2 separate regions of the Sus scrofa genome follow, and region 1 is linked to region 2. A link is a contact called in public HiChIP or PLAC-seq data. All regions are on one chromosome and are shown on one strand. The core of a region is the stretch at or near the end of the contact, and the rest is flanking DNA. Distances in the headings are between cores, read along the strand shown. Region 1 overlaps LOC102164422. Region 2 overlaps TGFB2 (transforming growth factor beta-2).

Region 1 (6,855 bases), core at 3,654-6,153, 540 kb before region 2:
CAAAGGCTGTGACTTACATGCCCCTTAGAGGGCATAACAGCATGTTTTGTTTGGCCAGAGTATGATTCTGAATGCACAGTAGCAGAAAAGGAAAAGCCCTTCGGCCTTTCGGTTTGGCCACAAGATCACGGGCAGTCAGCATTTATTGCCAGGTCAGACCTTAGCTTCTCGAGCCAAACTATCAAGCAAATAGTTCAAGAGGGAATAAGGGCTAGGATTTTAGACTGGGTTCAGAAACACTTGATGGGATCTTTGAGCAAAACAGAAAGACTGACCTGCGGAGCAGCTCGGGCCAGGATGCCTGAGGGCTGGGTTGCTACGTTCACAGGGTTCCGGGCGAGTCAGCATCAGCAGGGAGAGATGAGGGAGGACTGGACAGTCTCGCCTTCAAGGATTGCATAACTCTACTGTCGTTTTTCTCTCTCCGACACTGGGGGAAAACGCTACTCCTGTTTTTCTCACTCATCAAACATGTATTTCCCCAGTGCCCGCTTTGCTCCGTGCCCGGCACTCGGCTGTTCCAGGTGGTGGGGACACAGCAGTGAAGCCAGGTGACTCCTTGGCCTTACATTCTAGAGAGGAAGACAGGCAATAGACAGAAAAGCGTATATGTATGATTTGTCTTATTTTTGTTCATTTTCAGAAAGAAAAGTCAAGGCAAGTTAAAGGGAGGGGAATGGAGTAGGCTTCCAGAAAACTGCCCATTGAGTTAGGGGGGGAAAAAGTTGAGTACCTTGGTATGTACCATTCAGATTATCTTCTAGAACCTCTTTCTAGTCCATTCAACTTTTTAGCTTTCTGAGGCCTTTCTAGACACAGCGGGAGAGAAAGATACTGCTTAATTAAAACCCTGTTTTGCATTGAAATCAGAGCTGGATAAAAGAGGAATTACTAGCTTTGGTCTAGGTGATTTGAAACATAGGAAAGACAACCAGTACTTTTTCTTAATATTAAAAAATTGAAATACAGGGAGTTCCCCTCTGTGGCTCAGTGGATTAAGAATCCAGCTGCAGTGGCTTGGGCTGCGGCAAAAGCGTAGTTCTGTCCCCTGCCTGGCACAGAGGGTTAAAGAATCCAGTGTCAATGCACCTGTGGTGGAGATCACAGCTGCAGCTTGGATTCAGTCCCTGGCCCAAGAACTTCCATATGCCATGGATGCAGCCATTAAAAAAAAAGAAAAAGAAAGAGAGAGAGAGAGAGAGAGAGAGAGAGAGAGAGAGAGAGAGAGAGAGAGAGAGAAAGAAAGAAAGAAAGAAAGAAAGAAAGAAAGAAAGAAAGAAAAAATTGAGGTGTAATTTACACACCATAACATTCATCCTTTCAAAGTATATACATTTCCATGTTTTTTTTAGCATATTTACAAGATGGTACAACCATCATCACTAATTCCCCAAATTTTCATTCCCCTCAAAAGAAACTGTGTCCATTAGCACACCTCTCCTCCCCAAAGTCCCTGAAAACTATTCATCAGTTTTCTGTCTCTATGGATTTACCTGTTCTGGAGATCTCTTATAAATGGATTTCTTATAAATGATTTCTTTCAGTTGGTGTGAAGTCCATCCATGTTGTGCATATATCAGTGCTTCATTTCATTTTATGAATTTTATTCCATTGTATGGAAATACCATATTTAGTTTATCCATTCATCCGTTGGACATTTGGGTTGTTCCCACTTTTTTACTATTATGCGTAATGCTGATATTAAAAATTTGTGTTCAAGTTCTTTTTGGCCACATGCTTTTAGTTCTCTTGGGCACCTACCTAGGAGTGGAATTGCAGACATATGGGAACTCTGTGTAACTTTTTGAGGAACTGCCAGATGGTTTCCAGAGCAGTTGCAGCGTTTACATTCCCAGCAGCAAATATAAAACTTTGAGATTTCTCTGTATCTTCCTCAACATTTGCTATTATATGTCTGTTGATTACAGCCTTTCTAGTAGGTGTGAAGTGGCATCTCATTGTGTGTGTGGTTTTGTTTTGTTTTTGTCTTTTTAGGGACACGCCCGTGGTATATGGAAGTTCCCAGGCTAGGGGTTGAATCAAAGCTGTAGCTGCCAGTCTATACCACAGCCACAGCAACATGGAAACCAAGCTGTGTCTGCGACCTACACCGCAGCTCACTGTGACGCCAGATCCTTAACCCACTGAGTGAGGCCAGGGGTCGAACCCACGTCCTCATGAGTTCTAGTGGGGATTGTTACCACTGAGACATGACAGGAACTCCCTCATTGTGGTTTTGATTTGCATTTTCTTTCTGAATGTTAAATGATATTGGTCATCTTTTCAAGTGCTTATTTGTCATTTATATTTCTTCTTTGGAGAGAAGTCTGTTCAAATCATTTGCCCATTTTTGAATTAGATGGTCTTTAATTGTTGAGATATAAGATTTCTTTATATGTTTCATACACTCTGTAGAAATCATACATTCTTATCAGATAGATGACTTGAAATATGTTCTCCCATTCTGTGGGTGCAGCTAGTCAATTCTGATGGATATACCAGTTGGGAGATATTTGTGGCCTCTTAAAGTAGAAGATTAGCAATCCTCTCTGACTAGTTGGCTTTGGGTATGTACATTCTTAGCCTGTTCTTCCACTTTATATCAGATGAGTGTATCTTCTATGTGTTTGTTGCTCTGGCTACTGCAGTTGAGATTTGTGAAATCCTATTTAGGTATATATCCTGTTATGGCCTGTGTCCTGGTCATGAGTATGGGAAACCTTTAGGGGTCACCAAGTTTATTTATTTATTAAATTTAATTTTATTGGAGTATGGTTGATTTACAATGTTGTATTAGTTTCAGGTTTCAGCAAAGCAATCAGTCACACATATAAATATGTCCATTCTTTTTTCCCATATAGTTTATTATAAACTATTGAGTAGATTTTCCTGTGCTAACCAGTAGGTTCTCATTAATCATTTATTTTGTATAACAGTGTGTATATTCTATTCCCACCCTCCCAATTCTTCCTTCCCTCACAAGGATTTCGCCTGTGGTAACCATAAGATTGGTTTTGAAATCTGTGAGGTTTTTTTTTTTTTCTGTTTTAATAAGTCCCTTTGTATCATTGTTTATTAGATTCCACATGTAAGTTATATCATATGATATTTGTCTATCTCTGACTTACTTCACTCAATATGTTGGTCTAGATTCATCCATGTTGCTGCAAATGGCATTATTTTGTTCTTTTTAAGGCTGAGTAATATTCCATTATATATATGTACCACATCTTCTTTATCCATTCCTTTGTCAGTGGACATTTAGGTTGCTTCCATGTCTTGGCTATTGTCAATAGTGCTGCAGTGAACCTCAGGGTGCATGTATCTTTTTGAATTATGGTTTTCTCTGGATATATGCCCAGGAGTGAAATTGCTGGATTGTATGGTAGTTCTATGTTTAGTTTTTTAAGGAGGTTCCTTAAGAGCCATCCCATGTAAATAAGAATGGTGACATTAGTCAATAGCGTCCCTGAAGACATAAGACATGCAGGAGCTAAAGACAGGGGAAGGGCCTGGAGAAGAGAGAAGGGAGCAGAAATAAGGACGAACACATTTCCTTACAATTTTGCTGAGGATCCGGCTCTAACTTTTCTTTGACCATAAATGAGATGTGCTAGTCGACGCTGTGTATACACGATGCTTCCCTGCCACACTTACAGTACAGGGTAGAGGAGGGTGATGATGCTCGCTTGGTACCTTTCAAAATTTATTTGGCGAGAGAGAGTTAAAAGATGTAATAATATATTTAGCTTGTGGAGAAAAACTTTTTCTTAAAGGTGCAGAGAGAGCCATCTTCTCCATCTCATTGTCTCGTTTCAGATTAATAAAGGAGCATGTGTACAGCAAGCGATTGCATCTGTAATCTGACCTACTAAGGAAAGTCACTGGGTTCTTTAAGACAACTGTATCTAAAGTATCACAGTTGAAAACAAAGCCACCTCCCCCCCAGGGGAAAAAAAACCATCTGTTGATTAACGATTTCTAAATCATTAGGTTGTGTCTGTTCCATAAGAGTGCTTCTGACCCTGTACTTGCTAGATTAATCTGTATCCCTGTGTTGTTAAAATCACCACTTCAATCCAGTGCATAAGAGAGTCAAGCTGGGAGTCAGTTTCGTGAAAATAATACAGCTTCTGTATTATTTTAAAAATCATACTTTTAAAACCAAATACATTCCAAAGAGATAATTGTGTCTGTAATAAGTACTCTAAAAAACATAGGGAATGGTGTTAGTAAGTAAAATCCTGCCTTAAATAAATGGTATTATTGAGGGGGAAAAACCCCTGTCTCCAATCAGAACTTTTTTTTTTGTCTTTTTGCCATTTCTTGGGCCACTCCCGCAGCATATGGAGGTTCCCAGGCAAGGGATCTAATCGGAGCTGTAGCCACCGGCATATGCCAGAGCCACAGCAACATGGGATCCGAGCCACGTCTGCAACCTACACCACAGCTCACAGCAATGCTGGATCCTTAACCCACTGAGCAAGGCCAGGGATCGAACCCGCAACCTCACGGTTCCTAGTTGGATTCGTTAACCACCACTGAGCCACGATGGGAACTCCAGAACTTTTTTTTTTTTTTTTGGTAAGGAAAATGGCAGGACTATACTGGTTTCATGAAAGAGATGGAGAAATCCGGGCGGAAAGGGAAGGTTCTATAGAACTGACCCCGTACAGCAGGGGGAATCACGAAGGTCTCCCTGGACTCCTCTTGTTGGATAACGCCCCACTGGCAAGTACACTTAGCCAAAGTGCACAGATTATTAGCCAGTTTTGTTTTTTTTAAAATGAACTTTGGCACTGGGTGAAATTCATGGGAAAGACAGGCCAGCTTTACTCATGTGGCTGGGTGGACTGGCCCAGCTCACAGCTGCCAAGCGTTTCTGTTCAGATTGTTGGCCATCTAGCTCGAGAGCCCCTGGAAGGGAACCTGTGTCATCTCCGTGTCCTGTCCCGGGCCTGGCACCCCTTTGGCGCTCTCGAAATCTGTGAATAATGTCTGCCTACACAGCTGAGAGAAATGCGTCATCTTCTCAATTGGGACATGTCATCGCTTCCGTGCCCTCCGTACGGTGCATGCCGGCCATGGGGGGCTTAAATGAAAGTGCACTTGTGCTTGTCAAAATGTCCCCAAAAAGAGACGTGGGGTTTGGAGGCAACCCCCTCTCCACCTCTCACAAGAGCAGCTCAGAGACAAGAGTGCTACAGTTCTGTGTTGAACTTGAATTTGCAGTCGGTTCCAAGGCACAATAATGCCTTCTCTTGGTTGTTTTTTTCTTTTCACATTACAGTACTTCATTATTGCCACAGGGGGAACTGTTGGCTTAATTTTGCTTTAGAGACACTGCTGCTGAAATTATTAAACTAATGATTTATGCCCCCAGTGATACAGCAATCTCTTGTGCTTAAAATGGTTACTATGTTTTGTTTACTGTTTATAACTACCAGTGGTTATGCCACGAAAAGCCCCTGCCAGCTTGCAGGGTTTATTTATCCCTGTGGATCTTTAGAAACCACTGATTAATATAGAAAAAATTTGAATGGTTTATATTTTTAAAAATCCCATAAGCTATGAATTAAACCACTGTGCTGTGCTCTATAGGAGGAAAATTTCAGTGAGAATAAACAATGGATGTCAAAACCTCCTGCCTCTCGTATTTGCTTCTGGTTGTATCAAAGTGGAAAGTAGGAGTGCTTTTCAGGAATACCGTACTGTGACTCCATCAGCTTTGGCCTCTGAGATCACCAGCATTTCCCCTTGGGTGCCGCACATTTTACCATATTAAGGAACCAATTTGCTGAGAGAAATGTTGCACATGTTTAAAGGCCGTTAAGTTTGATGGCTGGCAGAACGCTCCCATTTAGCCCCAAGGCCGGACCTTGGTGAAAGAAGGCTTTACTACCAGCCTGCATTTTTGTTTTGTTTTGTTTTGAAGTTTGCTTTTTGTCACCAAAGGATGACACAAGGCAGATGAACCTTGGGGCAGGGAGGGCTGTGATTTGTGAGTGTTGATTTGTTTAAAATGGCAAAACGGTTCTTACACAAATGTGTAAGTCTTGACCCTGTTGCCTGTCCAAGAGAAAGAGAGAAAACATCGCTGTCGGTTTGGGCAGTTTCAGCCCAATCCTCCACCTTCAGTCTTAGGCATCACTTGCGGGTACTTCCATTGCACCTGTCTGCGGGCTCCTGAATGAGCTCCATCAGTCCATCTGGCTTTGTTTCTGCTGCAGGATAGCCTGTCCATCTCCCCTACCCCACCCCTGCCGTCTGCTCCGTGTCCCCAGTCCTTCAGTCATGGGCCAGCTCTGATGTTCACCCAGCACCTTTATTCTGTGGTCTGATGTGGTCCCTTCGAACCATGGCGTGCTCTTCCCTGAGGCGCCCCACACACCAAGCCAGGCCATGGTACTGGGGCTGGGTACAGGGACAAAACGTTTTTCAGTCGGGCGGTGGTGTCTGTAAATACGACGAACGTGGACCATCCTGACTTGAGCAAATTAATTTGTAAGCAAGAAAGAGAACAAGGCCCTGAGTATGGGAACAAAGCAGCAGTCATAATGTGAACATCTGTGTACAGCTTTATCCTCGGATATTCCCTGGGCACAGAACTTTCCATACCAAAATGCAGTCAGACGTTTAAGAGAAAGATAAGTTGGTCATTGAAACACCACACCAGGGAGTAATAAGAACTCTTTCATTCTTCCTCATAATGCACTCTTTTCCTTCATGAAGATGCAAATTTTAGCCATAAAAATAGTCACAATATTATAACCCATGTGAATATGGAAAACATATTATCCAAGTGGCAATTTTAATTGGAAATAGTTACCTAATCTCATACGTAAATGTCTTCAT
Region 2 (7,524 bases), core at 2,065-4,564:
GTTTAATGCCTAGGGTCCCTGGCCACTGAATGGAGGGTAGCCATGACGAGGAGCCACAGCAAGCACGACCCCAACAGCTGCCGTTCCACCCTTGTCAGCACAAGACGGGAGAGCCAAGAGGTTATGCTCCTCCACGCAACGGTGCACAGAGAGCTTCTTCCCAGAAAGGAAGGGGTGGATGCCAATAGCTCCAAAGAATTCACTGAAAACGATCGAGAAAAAGCCCAAACATCTTCTACACGCAGAACCCACCTGCAGCCTCCCCGCAAACCCATCTGCCAGCGAAAGAGCCCGTACAGGGCACAGGGCTGCTGGAAATTCTTGGTGCAGTTTCAGCTGGGAATGCAGCCGCCAGGAGCCTTTCCAACGCATGACAAAGACAGACTCCTGGGACTTCCTGTTCCCGCCTCGGTCCCCTGTGCTCCATTCTCAATGCCACGGCCTGGTTAAAACCACCCATCTCCTCATTTTATTCAAGGAAAAGCCACAGGCTTTCCGAGGGCCTCCCAGGCGCTACCTGACTGTCGTTCTCCCTCTGAGCTCAGCTCCTAGGATGCTTTTGTGAATCCTTGAGCAGCGCGGGCCAGAAATGCTCCCTCTGCCAGAAATGCTCTTCGTCACGTGGTCCCAGGCTGTCCTCTGACCTCCTTCAACTCTCTGCTTAAATGTCACCCTCTTAACCAGCCCTTCCACACCCAGCCCACTTAAAATGGCAACTCATGGTCATGGATAAGCAATGAGGTCCTGCTGTACAGCACTGGGAACTCGATCCAGTCTCTCAGGATAGACCACGATGGAAGATGATACAAGAAGGGGAGTGTGTGTGTGTGTGTGTGTGTGTGTGTGTGTGTGTGTGACTGGGGCGCTTTGCTGTCCAGCAGAAATTGGCACAATACTGTAAATCGGCTCTACACGAATAAAAAAACATGCTACTCACGTTTCCATCCCCCAATGCCGCCCTTCTTTTCTCCCCTACAACACTGATCAAATGTGAGCATTTTTTACATCCAGTGTGTAGCTTTTTTCTCCAAAAGGTGGAGCTCCCTAGGGGCAAAGTTTCCTGCTGTTTGATTCACTGATGGCACCACGAGTGGTCTAGACGGACGCCTGCTCCAGAGCAGCCCCCGAGCACCGAGCACCGTGGAGTCGGCGAGTGTATCATCAGCAGGGCTCGTCCTCACTTTGCCGTCCTCCCATGATCCCCGTGTGCTTTTGGCATTTCCCTTAAAGCCGGATCTACATTTGCGGTGAATGTAGAGCCCTTTCAGTGGGAGGCGGGTGGGAGGTAGAATGAATACCACCAGTCATTCTTTCCGCATTTTCAATAGTAAATGCTTTCGTCCCCCCATCGATTAAATCTGCCAAGTGAGAAGAGGTCTCGTCACATCAGTCTTTTAAACTCGGTGTTTTCTAGTGGCTACTAAGCCTGAGGAGTACGATCCTAGGGTGGTTACAGAGCAACCACTGGAGGTGGTTCCCCTCTTTCTCTGGTGTTAGTTGACTGTTACATTTGCCCTTCGCCACCCTGCCAACAAGCTGGTTCTCAAACTGGCAGAAATAACTGGGAACCACTTTGGGCACAGGGCAATCTCCGGGCAAGTTTATTCTAAAAAATTGGGTTGTTTTGTTTTGTTGTATTTAGTGATACAGACCATGTAGGAGAACAGGTTGTTTCTGCAGTTCGATGGTCAAAACCCCTCCAGAGGTTGGACTCAAAACACCGATGGTTCCAAAAAACCTCCACATATCAGGAAGTCCAGCGTGGCACAGAGAAAATACCAAGTGATTAATTATTAAGTTTTCTTTCTAATATCTGGGTCAGATTTTCACCTGCTCTCTCGTACCTTCGCTGGAGAAAAACACTATCTGGAAAGAGCACGCTGCAGTGCCTTGGAGCTGCGTCTGGCTGAGACTGTAGCATTTACATCCCCCTGTTGGCCAGACCCTAACCCCATGGAATGTCTCAGAACAGGGTTCAGGCCATGAAGAGGTCAGCAGTGCTTCGACCAATCACCACCTCGGTGAATTCCGTGTTATACACCGACACAGACATGGTCAGTTACATGGCGCTCACACATCATACATTCATTTTGAAACACCCCTTCGGAGCCACAGCTGCGTGTTCTCACCCCCACGTGCAACCTGCAGACCAGCAGCCACACCCCGCCCCCGTGGGAGCATTCACCTGCTCGCACGCTCACGTGGCGGATGGTGAGCAGGGCATATGCAGGGCAGACATCTGATCTACCGGAAGATGTGTAAGCATCTGGGGACACAGCAAACGCAGGGTGAGAACTCAGCCATGCTGTGGATTCAGGGTCTCACCCTGGAGGGACCACGGGATCAGACGATGGCCCTGCTGGATCCAAATCCTTCCTGCTGAAGGACTTTGAGTAAACAGATGGGCAGAAGGGGACATCCGAGCCTCAGCCTAGTGAGGTCAGACTCACCTGCGCTGCCTCTTAAAGGCTCAGACTCTTTGGTGCCCCTCACCCACCCCCACCCCAGTGATTCTGCCTCTGCAGGTGTGAGAAAGGCTGGAAATCTGCTTTCTGTGACCCTTTGGGACATACACATGCAGGCCATCCTTTGAGAAGCCCATGGTTAAATCTGTTTTGTTTTTAGGGCCGCACCTGTGGCATATGGAGGTTTCTGGGCTGGGGTCAAATTGGAGCTGCAGCTGCAGCCTACACCACAGCCATGGCAACACCTGATCTGAGCCACATCAGCAATCTACGCTGCAGCTTCCAGTAACACTGGATCCTTAACCCACAGATGGAGGCCAGAGATGGAACCTGTATCCTCCCGGACACTAGTTGTGTTCTTAACCCTCTGAGCCAGAACGGGAACTCCCAATCTTTACATTTTAATCAAGCTCATTGAAAGCATCACACTCAGTAAATACTCACAAAACAAACAAACGAAGCTGAGGTCACCTTCGTGACTTTCAACCCATTTCCTTCAGAGACTTCTTTCCCGCTGCCCTTCTGGATTCTTACAGCTTAGATGACATCTGGACTCTCACACCCAACCTGCCCCTAACCTCCATCTGGGGGGACAGCGAACGGAAAGGAAGAGAAATGACGCTGCAGCCACGTGGGCTGCGAGGAGCAGGGACCCTTTCTTCCTCCGGGGACTTTACATCTAGCGTTGGCGCTGCCAGTCCCAGCATCAGTGTCAGGACACGCCGTGATCACTCCAGCCAGGGTGGAGACGGAGCGAGGAAAGCCAGAGGCGCCACGGGCCCCGCGCACTCGCTGCGGCCGCTCCTGACATCTCCCTGGAGTGGAGAGGCGGTTCACGCAAGGTGACAGGGACGGCCCTGGAGCTGCTTGGCACAGGCCGGCCTCCACTTAACGAGTGTTCAGAATCACACTCAGCATGGAGAAATTTCACCCTGACCCTGGATGTCTGCCCCTGGCACCCGCTCACTTACATTTTTACTCAATTACTATTTCTAAGAACAGAGACCAAAAAAAAAAAAAAAAAGAAAGAAAGAAAAGAAAAAAATTGCAGAGCCCCACTGCTCAGCAGTCTTGCCTGGAAGGTCTGGAAGGGTCGGCGGGGTTTTCTCCCAGGCGGGAAGCTGGGTGGGGCGCGAGAGCCTCCCACCGTCCGGGAAGCCGTGCACTGGCTCCTCTTCCTCACCCTCCCGGGCCCTCCTGGTTTTCCCAGGCTCGGGAGGAGCAGGGTGGGTTCCCAGTGTTTTCTCACCAAAGAAAGAGGGAAACGCACAGCCATTCAACGACCGGCAGTAACCCCAAGTGGGAAGGCGTGTCGGGGGGCCCAGAGCTGGGGGAGGCCGCCCTCCCCGCCCACCGGCTTGCGAGGATGAAAGAGGAAAGGGAAATTGATCCGCCGTGTAGGAAGATTATCCAAGAGGATGCGAAAATGCGTGGGGCGGGAATCCGAAGGGAAAGCAAAAAGAAGACCAACCAAAAGAAAAAAGAAAAAAGGTTGGGGTCCCCATGGTGGAGGGTGTGGGGACCAGGCCTGAAGTCAGACTTGGGCACTGGCCCCTCTCAGGGCTCGAGGGCCAAGGCCAAGGCCAAGGCCGTTAGCGCTCCCAGCCCACCGTCTCCTGAGAAGCGGGGTGCTGCTCCTGGCCCTGCCCCGGCGCCCAGGGGGGAAGTTTAGGATGACGAGGCTTAAGCACCAGGGCCGTGGGGGCTAGTCAACAAGGGCTCTCCTTCTCTCATCCCCTGCCCTCGTCTTTTCCAAAAGGCTGGTGAGGAAAAAAAACAAAAAACAAATCACACAATTAACTCCTTGCTTTAGACAGTGAAATACAACAGAAATGTAGAGCTGGAAACCTAACTATAATCCCTCTCACAAAAGGGAGCTTTAAAAGCACAGATTAGATGCTCCACTCTTTGTTGTTGGGTTTTTTTTTTTTTTCTTTTTTTTGGTCTGTTTGTCTTTTTTAGGGCCACACCCACAGCACATGGAGGTTCCCAGGCCAGGGGTAGAATCAGAGCTGTAGCTACTGGCCTACGCCACAGCCACAGCCACACCAGATCCGAGCCGTGTCTGCGACCTACACCACAGCTCACGGCAATGCCGGATCCTTAACCCACTGAGCGAGGCCAGGGATTGAACCCACATCCTTATGGATGCCAGTTGGGTTCACTAACCACTGAGCTATGATGGGAACGCCCAGCGTTTCACTCTTTTTATTCCCCTGGTGGCTTCTAGTCATTCCGAGGCTTTCTGTACTATCTGTACTATAGTAAATGTATATTCTCAATAGAATCAGGTTTTCTTTTCTTTTTTTGATATCTTGATTTTATTTATTTTATTTTTTTGTCTTTTTAGGGCTGCACCAAGGTGTATGGAGGTTCCCAAGCTAGGGTTCCAATCGGAGCTGCAGCTGCCAGCCTACACCGCCGCTCACGAGAATGAGAGGCCAGGGATGGAACCCGAGTCCTTAGGGATACGAAGTAGGGTTCACTACCACTGAGCCACAACCACAACTCCTTTTTTGGGGGGTGGGGAGAAGCCCAGTCTAGGCCACTGTACACCGTCAATAAGCTATTTCATTTCCTGATTCCTTGATTCCTGAGAAGCAAGGTGAGGCATGGTAAAGGCACGGGAGGAGAGCCCAGGACATTAGACAGCTACTGGGTGACAGAATAAACACATGTCTTTTGTCCTTAATTGGCCTTATTCGGGCCTCCCCCGATCGTGAGAACCGGGAACACGCACTCTTCCTCAGGGGCTCCAAAATGCAGCGTCCACCACCACCAGTGACAGTCCCAGCCTCATGGCCTCTGCAAGGATCAGGGAACAAGCTGCACCAGAGGCCTCGCGTGTCAGGATCACCCAAGACCTGTTCTCTGCTGCGGTCTCACTGCCCAGCATCCAATAAAACATGGGCCTCCATAAAGGTTGGCAGAAATGAGTGAGGTTCCAAATTAGGAAGGGTGAGACCTCCGGCTTGGGTAGCTCTGAGGAGCCTGCACCTGTTCGGAGGGCCAGGGCGAAGCAGCATGAGCACGTGGTAAGCTCCCAGGGCCAAGCCCCCGGGCGCCTTGACCGTGACACCCCCATCGCTCATGCAGCCCACGAACAGCAAGATGCAGGGCACAGATCACAGCAACGGCAGACGTGTCCCATAGGCCTCCCGCCACAACCTCAAAGGAGAGAACATCCAGTTCCAGCAATGGCTCTGTGCCGGAAACAGGAACATAGATTCAAGTAAGATACCCCCCCAAAAGGACCCTTGGCATTCTGACTAGGTTGTTCCACCCTCCAGAAAGCACCCTCTCGCGGGGCCGAGAGGTCCACGTGTCAAATGACCCTGGAACCCCTGGGGTGCACCCCCCAAATGCCCACACCCCCTCCTTCCCCCACACCGCAGTCACGTCAGCGTTGGGCTCCCAGGCCTTCATGAGGGTTTCTCATCTAAACTCTGACTACAAAACCGGGGGCCCCTGTGGGACGGCGCAGCGACAAGGCTGCCCTCGGGGAGTCTGTCTAGCCTCTGCCAAGGTCCCCCCAGCAGACAAACACTCACGATGGACTGGCTACGTCAAATGAGGTATAAAGCAGACGAGTGTACTCACCAAGGTACCCACAGAGCACCTGGGACTGTCTGGAGCACAAGCTGCCCACTGAGCCAGAGGGTGTTGTAACAACTGGGCAGACAGCTAGGAGTTTTAAAAAGCACAGTCATTAGCTATTTGACCGAGGCGAGGCCTCGTACAGAGCTATACAAAGATGCAACGTCGAAGAGGGTCTCGCTACATGTACTTATGGCTCCCCGGAAACGGAAGGTCCCCACGACTCAGGGCCAGGGGACCGGCAGGCAGGGTCTAGGGGGATGTGGATTCTCGCCCCGGATTTTTTTCTTATCCCTTCACCAGCAGTCAGGCTTGTGAATTCAGTGTTCCCTCGAACACGTTCTAGGGTGAAGACAACCATGTACAATTTACATACCAAAATGGGGAGTTCCCAGGGGGGCTCAGAGGTAATGAATCTGACTAGGAGCCATGGGGTTGCGGGTTTGATCCCTGGCCTCACTCAGTGGGTAAAGGATTCAGCGCTGCCATGAGCTGTGGTGGAGGTCACAGACGTGGCTCGGATCCTGCTGTGGCTGTGGCTGTGGTGTAGGCTGGCAGGTGCAGCTCCGATTCGACCCCTAGCCTGGGAATATCCATATGCCATGGGTGCAGCCCTAAAACGACGAAAAGAAAAAAAAACCAAAATGGTGAAATAAATACTTGACCTATATTAAAGGTGAATAGGAAAGGCCTTAACCTTTTTCACAAAAGAGAGCCTCCCTATTAAGAAGAAAACTCTGTTTTTTGTTTGGTTCGCCTCAAGTTTAGTTTTCTTAAAATCACCTGTTATCATTTCTCAGCTACCCATGAAAACTCAAAAATCCCAGTGTATATGGGCTCGAGGTGGGTGAAAAACCTAGGGTTCCTTGGAATGGATTAAACCTATCTTCCGTGATAGTTACGGCATCCTGAAGTTTTGAACTTTGCTTCCTTTAAAGGAATGGCACAGAGAACGCTACCCGATATTCTGGGATCATCTGTGTGGGAAAAGAATCTCAAAGAGAATGGATGTGTGTCCATGCAGAACTGGGTCACTTTGCTGCACAGCAGACCTGATAATTCCATCACACTTTAAAAAATGAAAAACAAATAAATAAAAAAAGTAACAGCAGCCCCTGCACCTTGTCTGTTGCCCATCATATTCTTATAAAAGAAGCTACACCAAAAAAGACCTTCGGTTGCAAAGAAAACATTGCTGGGTGTTCCAAGGCTATCCTCTCTGCGGTAGGGTCCGTAAACACTGGACACCACCCCCCCACCCCCGTCGCTGGTTCCCTCGGGATCCCGAGACAAGTGTTTTGCTTTTACCCAAGCCTCTGTCTCTATAAACGAAACTCTCATCATGCTCCCTGGGGGTTTTTGGAAGGGTGACACAAGATATTTAAAAGAAGCTGACACATAAAAGTGATCAAGGAACCCTGTACGATTGGTGACCTAACTCACTTGCTAGATGAATCCCTGA

The links. HiChIP or PLAC-seq counts read pairs in DNA pulled down with a chosen protein or histone mark.
Region 1: an H3K27ac HiChIP or PLAC-seq map of skeletal muscle shows a contact between it and region 2, with 13 times the contacts expected there. The contact joins two enhancer-like sites. A contact is called at or near these places in 1 of 47 Hi-C or Micro-C datasets (embryonic fibroblasts) and 1 of 2 datasets of contacts at active chromatin or transcription factors (skeletal muscle).

What each region holds. Positions count from the first base shown.
Region 1 is chr10:8,867,504-8,874,358 of Sscrofa11.1, reverse strand. The region is part of intron 2 of LOC102164422; the gene reads left to right. Among named protein-coding and RNA genes, the nearest start is that of LYPLAL1, 76 kb to the left of the region's middle. Within about 2 kb of position 4,903, at least 15 of the 83 cell types and tissues checked have an H3K27ac peak or open chromatin away from gene starts, as enhancers often do. A contact at or near this core is called in skeletal muscle, where this site is marked.
Region 2 is chr10:8,320,726-8,328,249 of Sscrofa11.1, reverse strand. The region is part of intron 1 of TGFB2 (transforming growth factor beta-2); the gene reads right to left. Among named protein-coding and RNA genes, the nearest start is that of TGFB2, 18 kb to the right of the region's middle. Within about 2 kb of position 3,314, at least 5 of the 83 cell types and tissues checked have an H3K27ac peak or open chromatin away from gene starts, as enhancers often do. A contact at or near this core is called in skeletal muscle, where this site is marked.